Linked DNA regions of Mus musculus: all the other regions are linked to region 2. Evidence: chromatin contacts called from public promoter capture Hi-C data. All regions are on one chromosome and are shown on one strand. Each heading gives the region's core, a stretch centred on a gene start, on an enhancer-like site or on the middle of the called end of the contact. The rest is flanking DNA. Distances are from core to core; before and after follow the strand shown.

Region 1 (3,222 bases), core at 383-2,882, 1.2 Mb before region 2:
AATAGGTTTGGCCCCCATAGAATCATGTGTTTGAATGTTTGGCCCAAAATGAATGGCAATATTAGGAGGTGTGGCCTTGTTAGAATTGATGTGGCCTTGGCAGAGGATGTGTGTGTCTCCCATGATTAAGCTCTGCTCAATGTGGAATTCCAGTCTCCTCCTGGCTGCCTGCAGAAGGCAGTCCCTGTCTCCTGCCTTTGGATTAAGATGTAGAACTCTCAGCTCCTCCAGCACCATGTCTGCCTGCAGGCTGCCATGCCTCCCACCACGATGATAATGAACTGAACCTCTGAAATTGTAATCCAGCCCCAATTAAATTTTTTTTCCTTAGAAGAGTTGCCTTGGTCATGTTGTTCCTTCACAACAATTAAGACACTATCCTAATATGGGCCTCACACAAATGATACACAGATGTGACCAGATAACTCTTTTGTTACAAAAGACTCCCGTTCTCTTGACATGGTCAGGGTAGTAGGATGATTTTCAGAATTCACCCATTGCATCTCTGTTTCTGCTATCATGGGTTTTGTTTTGTTTTGTTCTGTTTTGCTTTTTTAAAGATTCATTTTTAATTATGTGTTTCTGTGAGTGGGCCTGTGTATATGTTTATAGATACCAGCAGAGGCCATGGGTCCCCAGGAGTTGGAGTTTACAGGTACCTGTGAATACCCAACATGGATACTGTGCATCTTTTTTTGTTGTTGTTTTTGTTTTGTTTTGTTTTTCGAGACAGGGTTTCTCTGTATAGCCGTGGCTGTCCTGGAACTCACTTTGTAGACCAGGCTGGCCTCGAACTCAGAAATCCGTCTGCCTCTGCCTCCCGAGTGCTGGGATTAAAGGCATGTGTCACCACCCAACATGGATACTGGTAACTAGACTTGGATGCTCTTGAAGATCCCCCACTGTAATTTCTTTTCTTTTTAATTAATTGTTAAGGATGTAATTTTATATGTGTGTGTGCGTTGCCTGCATGTATGCATCTGCAGTTCAGAAGTTAGAAGGTGTTGGATCCTCTGGAATCCATATGGGTGCTGGGAACTCAATCTGAAACACTCTTAATGGGTTAGCTATCTCTTCTGCCCTCAGTGTATTTTCTTTATTATATCCTTTGCCGTAATTGCGTTCTAGATAACAAGCAAATGGCTATTCCCATATGGGGAGGCAATATGAAACGCTCTTTTCCCTTGTTTTTGGGCGGCCGGCCGGCCGCAGAAGCCTACAACTGCTGGTGGGAATGGTGTACTTGCAGCTCCGGTGCCCTGGACCCCTTTTCGTCTCCTCTTCTTGGAGCAAGTCTACATGCTCCTCCAAGTTAAGGGTCGAGTCTTAAGTGTTCTTGTGTTCCCAGTACGAAAGGGACAAGGTAGTGTGCAACCAGTGCTGATCCCGCTACGCAGAGCCTGAGTGTCCTTGCCTCAAGGGAGGCACTAACTCCGGAAAGCTCAGGATAGGGTCGGGGGTGGGGGTGGGGGTGGGGGACCCGAAACAGAGGTTAGGGCGGCGCATTGGCTTCCAACAACTGCAGGAAGGAAACTAGCACCCAGCCTGGAACTCAGTTTCCGTGGCAAACATCCAGGGGAGTGGCTACTGTCAGGACGTCTCTATGGTTTCTGCATCCTAGAAGGGCCAAAGTTCACTTCCGGGAAGATGGCTGCACCCAAGTCGGGTGTCACACGTGCTTCCACGGAGAGGACTGTACACTGACGGTAAGGAGCTTGCTTTCCCCAGGGGCGGGAGCAAGGGCGAAGATCGGAGAGTAGTTCCACCCTGCTGACTCTGTGGCTGCGGGGCTTGGATTTATAACCGGAGGAAAAGGCGGCGGCTGGTCCTCTAGGCTGCTGCAAACGGGTGGCTCTGGACATCCCTGGAAACTGGCTGGAAAGGAGACCGCGTCTCAGTGTACTTGCAGCCTTCGCAGATCAGGCTGCGTCTGCCCACGCCGGCCCATTGCAAGTGCGTTAAAAAACGATTCCTACTGTGTCACTCATTTCAGTCCAGAAACGCTGAACGATTCTCAAGGGCTGGGAAATAAAGCTTGCCTCCGCCTTCCGGGAAGTGTGGTTTTGAATTACTGTGATGAGAAATAGAATGTGGGGAAGGCTTACAGCAGAAGAAAGAAGCTGTAAAGGTACAAAGCAGTGAGTTGCTCATGAAATGCTTCACTACCAATCCTGGATCCACTACTTGCCAGTTGTTTGGTGTTCGAATTAGCAGTGTTCGATTTCTTCTTTGTAAATTAAGGCTAAGTAATACCTTCTTATAAGATGTTGGCAGGCATCAATGAGACAATCCATGTGAAGCAGTTAATAGCAGGTTCGTGGTGAGTCAATGCACTACAAGTGTGGGGTATGATTATTCTTACTGTTAAAATAGTCAGAAATAATTTGGTATTTATAATAAGTGGTATTTGCATGGTGACCTCAGCATCTAAATTTTACTTCTGTTTCCATTTCAAGAAGCAAGGTAGCACCTGGGAGAGAGGCAGGCCAGTGTAACCCAGGCTAGCCAGGCTAATTAGTAAGCCCTCAAAAACAAAAAAAATCCAAGAAGACCACTTCTTTTTTTTTTTTAATTTTTTTTTAATTAGGTATTTTCCTCGTTTACATTTTCAATGCTATCCCAAAGGTCCCCCATATCCACCCCCCCCAATTCCCTACCCACCCACTCCCCCTTTTTGGCCCTGGCGTTCCCCTGTACTGGGACATCTAAAGTTGGCAAGTCCAATGGGCCTCTCTTTCCAGTGATGGCCGACTAGGCCATCTTTTGATGCATATGCAGCTAGAGACAAGAGCTCCGGAGTACTGCTTAGTTCATATTGTTGTTCCACCTATAGGGTTGCAGATCCCTTTAGCTCCTTGGGTAATATCTCTAGCTCCTGCATTGGGGGCCGTGTGATCCATCCAATAGCTGACTGTGAGCATCCACTTCTGTGTTTGCTAGGCCCCGGCATAGTCTCACAAGAGAGAGCTATATCTGGGTCCTTTCAGCAAAATTTTGCTAGTGTGTGCAATGGTGTCAGCGTTTGGAAGCTGATTATGGGATGGATCCCTGCATATGGCAATCACTAGATGGTTCATCTTTTTGTCACAGCTCCAAATTTTGTCTCTGTAGCTCCTTCCATGGGTGTTTTGTTCCCATTTCTAGGAAGGGGTTAAGTGTCCACACTTTGGTCAAGAAGACCACTTCTTTACCCCGTTTTTGTGTTGCTGTATTCACAGTTCC
Region 2 (3,457 bases), core at 647-3,146:
CACACCTCCCCAGCTCTCTGTCTCCTGCTTCAGCGCCCCTCTTGGGGAGCTTAAGGTCCACCAAGAAGGTACAGTTGGAGCTCTGGCCTCCCCCACCATCGCGCCCCACCCCCATCACTCCCGCTGCAGCAGTGCTGGCAGGCAGTCCTCCCGCCTCACCTGTCTCCATCCCTCCATCTCTGGATTAATAGCATTTATTTCAAGGGCACCACCCATTCTACAGCTGGGTGTTGTCCCCCGCCCCTTTCTCTAGCAACCCTTAGACGCATGACTGCTCCCCGCGGCCAGGGTGCGCTAGCTCTCTGAACCGGCTGGGCACTGGCCGGCGCCCCAGCACCCATCCTCCATTCTTCAATTCTATTTCTTCCAGTCTCCCCAAATCAACCCATCTCTCTTTGCCTTCTATACTAGAGCTATCAGACCCAGTCTGGTGGAGAAATTCGGCCTGTTTCAACCCTTTGCTCAATCTAGGGTGGGGGAGGAAGGAGCGCCCCGCCTACCTGCCCCCTCCCCACCGGAAGTATCCCTCCCCCTTTTGGTGAGGGGTCTTCTGGCTATTCCCCACCCCCACACCTCACCTTGGTCCCTCTCTTCGCAGCCATCCCGGTCAGGGGCGCAGCTGACACAAAGGAGGGAGGGAGAGGGAGGGAGGGGGAAGGAAGTGGTGGGGGGGAGCAGGGTTGGCACCGCCTCTGGGAGAGACGGGCACGGGTTACCATGGCAACGGGAGGCTGCACGGCAGCTAGCGGGGGGGGGGGTTGGGGGCGGTAGGGGGGGTGGTCGGGAGGGGTCCAAATTGGGAACTGCACCCAGGAGCGGTTTTTTCATCACCCCACCCCACCCCCCGCCACACCTGTCCTCAGTTTCTTGGAAAACATCCAAGCTCACACATGCCCCTTCTCATAGCCCTGGTGCACGCCTGGCAGCTACCCCAAGCCTACCCGCTGGGTCCGGGCAGCTTCTCGCTGCCTACACCCCAGCAAACGGGAGTCTCACCACTCGGCTGTCCCCAGGATCCCTCCACACTTGCGTCTCCGCCCTCCCAGTCATTTCTGTCTTAACTAATCCCTTCTCTATAATCCATATTCTTCCTGGACCCCCACCTGTTCAAGGGTCTGGCTTGCCCCGACCCTTTACATCCCCTCCCTTCCCCTTGACCCCACCTTAACTCACACTGATGCGGACTAGTGCATCCATGATGGAAGTGAAGGTCTGCATATCCTCACCCTCAGCCATGGCCCTACTGTGCCCGCCCGCCCCCGGGTGCCCGATCCTGGCTGCTGCTGCGAACCCGGGGCTTAATGCAGGAGCCGGGTGGGGTGAAGGGAGGGGTGGGGAGGGTGAGATGTCACTGCGCATGCTCCAGGGACTAGCTTCGAACTGCGTCCGTCGAGGTAGGGGGTGGGAAATAGTTCTTCCCACGTGGTTCTCCAAAGGCGGTCTAGGGGGTGGGTAACATGGAGGGTATTTGAGGTAGGAACCATTCCTCCTATTAGAAGCTTGCATCGATTCCTGGTCATACTACTCACATAAAGCACGAAGCTCGTTTCAGAAGAACAACTCCAGGTGGACGGTGCTACATCTTGGGTGGCACATATCTTCGGGAGTTGTTGAGGCAATTATAGTGGGTCAGGGAGGTCTGAGGAAGTTGTACGGGAGATGACATGAATAGCAATGAAGGCACAGGTGACTCTAGGCCATGGGATCATGACTGAAAGATGAGTGCAGCTTGTCCAGAGAGACAGCAGATGCCTTGGCTACAGAAGGCTGGAGACCAAGCAGGGCGGTGGCCTAGAATGCTCTTAGAAGCATTATTTCCTCCTTGCCACAAGAGGGCGCTGCACCCAAGGCGCGTAGAGGAAGAAGTAAAGCAAGTCCACGTTGGCCCCGACGCCTGCGTACAGACAACCGCGCCGGCTTTGGCTCCCCTCTTTCTCCAGGGACACGGATTGGACCACGGACGGGGCGTGATGGGTAACCGCACCGGCGGGATGCCCGGGCTGCTCTAGCGGGAGTGGGCGTTGGGGTGGTCCTCTTTTCTCCGTAGCCTCGGTAAAGCTGACGTGTCCTGGGAACTAGCATTTCCTCCGGACAGGCGGGAACTTGGGTGTGCAGGGCCGGGTGGTTCCTGGAGGTCGCTGTGGGGTGGGGGCTGGGTCACTTGGAAGTGGTTGGTGAGCCAAGCTCCGGAGTGAATCTGCCTGAATCTTAGCCTGACTCTTTTTCTCATTTATAGTAGTCGGTACCGGGACCTCCTTGGCGCTGTCCTCCCTCCTGTCCCTGCTGCTCTTCGCTGGCATGCAGATCTACAGCCGCCAGCTGGCCTCCACCGAGTGGCTCACCATTCAGGGGGGCCTGCTGGGCTCCGGCCTTTTCGTCTTCTCCCTGACTGTATCTTCCTCGCGCTGGAAGGGGAGGCGGGGGTGTATGAACAGAACATGGGCGGGAGTGGGTGGCAAGGGCTTTGCAGTCCCTCTACTTCCTATCTTGTTGCGTGAGTTTCTCCTTAATTACATCACCCAGGCCTTCAATAATCTGGAGAATCTGGTCTTTGGTAAAGGCTTCCAAGCAAAAATCTTCCCTGAGAGTAAGTGAAACTCAATAGTTAACTGGACTCTTTTTTTTTTAAACCTCTCCCAAACATGATGCCGAATTTCCCTGTGCTTAGATGATAAAGGAGAAATACATTTGCTTAACACAATCTTGAAGACAGAAGATGCTTTCAGATTAAGCATTTTATTGGAGCTGGAAGAGAAGCACAAAAAGGGGGGAGGGGAGGGGAGGGGAGGGAGAGGAAAAGAAAGAAAAAGGCCAACCTGGTCTGCTCTCAGGACAGGTTTCAAGTGAACAGTCAAGCCTGGGCTGATGTCTGATAGGCATCCAGGAGAAGGTGTTCTTTGTCCCTGTGAGAGAAGAAAGCAAAACCAAGCCCACTGAGGGATTCTGATGTGGAACTGAGCCCGCACTATTGACTGCTGCTGGAGGAGATTGTGAAGTCTGTGTTCACTGGGATGTTACCAATAGCAGGACCCCTGACAGAAGGAGAATAGAGAATAACCGCTAGAGCTCACTCTCTTTCTCTGCATCCGCTTGTTTCTCTCTTCCTTTCTTCTCCTCCCTTCTGTAGCCCACACTGGCCTTGAACTTCCTGTGTGGCTGTGAATGACTAAACCCTTGACTTGCTGATCTTCCTGCCTCCACTTCCCAGGTCCTGAGATTAGCACTACCTCATGTAGTTTATGAGGTGCTGGCGATTAAGCCCAGGTCCTTGAACATGCTAGGCAATCTCTCTCCCAATGGAGGCACATCTCCAGCCCTGATAGATCAGTTTTTGTGTGTGATAATTCTTGTTAGATGGTTCATATAGAGATCTGATGGAGAATAGGGCTCATAAAACAAAGTCGGCATCAGGACCGAGCCACTTGGAAAGCCACATGCTGGGAAAAGCAAGCAGTTG
Region 3 (3,117 bases), core at 291-2,790, 1.0 Mb after region 2:
CAGTGAGGGGACCTCACTGCCATCCTTCTTCATGGCCCTGTCCCATCAGTCTTCATCCCTTCCCCCTGGCCAGTAGAGACTACTCTCTGCCCCCAGATCCTTTTTCTAATATGAATGAAGGATCCTAAAACTGAGGAAAGGGAAGGGGCTTGGCCAGGTGGCCCCTGAATGCTGTATGTCTGGTGGGCTTGGGGGAATTCAAGGGAGGGCCTAAAAGCACTTGTAACTTTGAAAACCGTCTGTCTGGAGGTCAGAGCCTGTTGGGAAGCAAGGTGTAGAGGGAAATCTTGGAGAGAGGGCTTGTCCAGAAGGGATGGGCACTACCAGCCCCTCCCTATTTCTCTTCCCCTTGCAATGGAAGAGAGAGCCAGAATGGATATTATTTTTTATTAAATATATTATATGTTAATAAAAAATCCTATTAAACCTTTTGTGTGCTTGGCTATTTGGTACATGGCTGGGGACCTAAGGAGGTTTGGTGCCATAGGTTCTTTTGTGTTGCATTTTTGTTTGTTTGTTTTTTGACAGGATTTCTCTTACATAGGGCAGACTACCTAGAAGTCACACGTGCCCGTTGGCACCTTGGCTTCCTTAGTGCTAGGGCTACGGGTGTGCGTTAATCCTCTCAGAACTTTTGTGCTTGTGCGGAAGCACCATTCTCAGATTTAGGTCCCAAACTGGATGTATCCTAAAGCCTATACAGACTTCACCGAGGCAGCAGGAAGTCACCTTATGTGCCCTTGTTTGTTTAAGGCCCTGCCTGCTGCAGCATCAGGGGATGGGGCACCGTGACTAGCCTGACAAGTTACTCTTCTGAAGCCCTGGGTAAGGAGAGGCTGTTGTCCCAAGTCACAGTTGTTTCTGTTAGAAAATCCTCCCCTCTCCTGGAGGAGGCTATTGCCAGTGTTGATGCTTCTAGAGAGAAGTAAGCAGGCCTAGCTGGCTTACTTGGTTTATGTTTGGGGGACCTAAGCAATCTCATGTTCTGAGGACTGTATGTCGATTCATCCATTTCACTGCTCCATTTGGGTTTAACGCAATAGATCCTTGGGAGACAACCATGTTCCACGAAGGCTTTGTTAGACTTCACCCAGCATAGTGAAAGGAGTGCTACACCTCCACTATTCGGCTTCATGCCTTTCTTCCTCTTTTTCAATGTTCTTGTCATTTCTCGAAAGAAGAACTGAGAGTTTCTGGCTCTGGCCAGTGGGTTCTAAACGTGGAAGTGGGGAGTCACCTGGGTTTCCCAGGTCTAGGTCTTCAGGGCCTTCGCTGTGGCACAGTGGCCACATCTGACGGTAGGGCAGGACAGGAGCACCGACTCTGACTTCGGGGCCATCTGGGGTCAGTGTCTTGCTTTTTCCTCCGGGTGGTGGGAATCCGCTTGGTTGCAGGGGGCCCTCCCAGCCACCAGGGGTCGCACTGCAGGCGGCAGGGTGTTGGGCCGGCGCTAGCCAGGGTCACGGCCGCAGGCCCGGGTGTGTGGGGGGGGGCAGAATAGCGGAGGCGCCCGCGGCTCCTGGGGGGGTGGGGGGCGGGTATGAGTGGAGAAAGCAGGGCGCGTTGAAGAGCTTGGGGTCCCCAGCAACGTGGGAGCCGGGAGGACCGCGCGGCTGGAACTAGCGGTGTGGTGTGGCAGCAGTCCCCGCGTGGCGCAGCGCGCGGGGACGCTGGGACCGCCCAGATCTTCTTCCACCGTGCCCGGCGCCCTCGGCTGCTGCTTCTTCCTTCAGCCCGGGCGCGAGCGGCTCCTAAGTCGAGTGCGCCATGTCCGGGGCTGGATAGCAGCCCAGCCGCCCGCCGGCCCGCCAGCCCGCCCTCAGAGCCACCCGCCAGCGGGCCGGCTGGGGAGTCCCAGGGCAGGCAGGTAGGGGCCGGACCGGGCGGGGCGGCGGGCGGGTTAGGGCGGGCGGAGGGCGGGCGGCTCCAGGGACTGTCCCCAGCTGTTCTACGCTGCGCATCTGGTTCCGCTTCCTCCCTCCCAGAGAAGTGAAAGTGGAGGGGAGGGCGCAACCCAGAGCTAGCTAGCTGTGCTCGACATCCTACAACCTGGAGCTCCCGCGGGCGCTCAAGCCAGAGCACCCCTCCTTCCCGCCTGGGTCACGCGGCTGCTGGCGCTGCTGCCGTCACGTCCTCGGCAGTCCCCGCGCGCGCTTCTCTCGGCCCTCCGGCCTCTTGCTCAGCCACCTCCCCCGCGCCGCGCCCTCTGCCCTAGCCCCGACTTCCCGTCATTCGGCATGTGGGCGTTGGGACCCAAAGTGGCTCCAGTGCCGTTGTTTTCCCCCAAGGGAGAAGGGGCTGCATTCTATAGGACTCTTCCCTGGCTGGATAAGGGAAGGCCTGGACACACAAGTCCTGTTGATCCGGGACCACCCACTTGCCTATAGAGGGTCTCATCTAACGGCTTTTGCCTACTGTCTGGAGCACAGAACTACTATTGGCCTGCAGTGGATGAGAGAGTGAGCTGTGTCCTGGAGTTAAATCAGGAGGCTGACGCTGACTCCTGGCTTCACCTCTCAGATGTAGAGAAGCTCAAGCTAAATTTAGCTTGAGTTGGGGCATGTGTGTCCAGAGGCCAGGTTGAGAAGACAGTCGGTTTGGCTCTAGTTCTCTGAGGAAGAGCGGGAGGTTAAATAGACTGTGCATCCTGGAGACACTAAAAGCTTCCCTGCCTTGCACAGGACCCTTAGTGGGAGGTCTGCGTTGGTCTGATGCTGTGCTGGCACCTTAAACAGTACTATCCCCCCCGCCCCCCCAGCGATACCACACACCCATAGGCTGACTTATGCTGAGCTAGCGACAGCTTCCCCTTCGCAGCCATTTCAGGAAGTAGCCTCCCTTCCCCTCTGAAGCACTCTCTCAGCCTCTAGCCCCTTGCAAGCTACCCGCCAGGCTTCTTCCCACCTTCAGCACCCTGGGGCACCTCAGGACTCTTGGGGCTTCCACTCCCCAGGGTCAGGCCATGGAGGCAGGTGAGATAAGTTACCAATAGGCTGTTGTGGCCCCGATTCTGTCTTGGGCTGGGTGGCGCGGGCATGGCATGACTGGAGCTGACTCCTACAGTCCCTTTGTGCCTAACTACAGACACCTAAGGATCCTGGAGATGGGAAAGTCCTG

Evidence for each region. Promoter capture Hi-C pulls out the DNA fragments that hold promoters and counts their contacts.
Region 1: a promoter capture Hi-C map of liver shows a contact between it and region 2, with 4 times the contacts expected there. The contact joins the promoter of Gpatch4 here to the promoter of Krtcap2 in region 2. A contact is called at or near these places in 2 of 39 promoter capture datasets (liver and pre-B cells) and 1 of 115 datasets of contacts at active chromatin or transcription factors (pancreatic cancer cells).
Region 3: a promoter capture Hi-C map of pre-B cells shows a contact between it and region 2, with 2.1 times the contacts expected there. The contact joins the promoter of Dennd4b here to the promoter of Krtcap2 in region 2. A contact is called at or near these places in 1 of 39 promoter capture datasets (pre-B cells) and 1 of 115 datasets of contacts at active chromatin or transcription factors (pancreatic cancer cells).

The regions. Positions count from the first base shown.
Region 1 is chr3:88,041,474-88,044,695 of GRCm38.p6, forward strand. It overlaps Gpatch4 (G patch domain containing 4), which reads left to right and starts at 1,633. Exons shown (of 8, transcript NM_001110809.2): 1 at 1,633-1,706.
Region 2 is chr3:89,244,542-89,247,998 of GRCm38.p6, forward strand. It overlaps Krtcap2 (keratinocyte associated protein 2), which reads left to right and starts at 1,897. Exons shown (of 5, transcript NM_025327.3): 1 at 1,897-1,974; 2 at 2,237-2,391; 3 at 2,524-2,587. The coding sequence starts at 1,971. It overlaps Trim46 (tripartite motif-containing 46), which reads right to left and starts at 1,356. Exons shown (of 10, transcript NM_183037.2): 1 at 1,174-1,356. The coding sequence starts at 1,236.
Region 3 is chr3:90,263,695-90,266,811 of GRCm38.p6, forward strand. Dennd4b (DENN/MADD domain containing 4B) reads left to right here and starts at 1,541. Exons shown (of 28, transcript NM_001356483.1): 1 at 1,541-1,867. It overlaps Crtc2 (CREB regulated transcription coactivator 2), which reads left to right. Exons shown (of 14, transcript NM_028881.3): 14 at 1-431. The coding sequence ends at 6.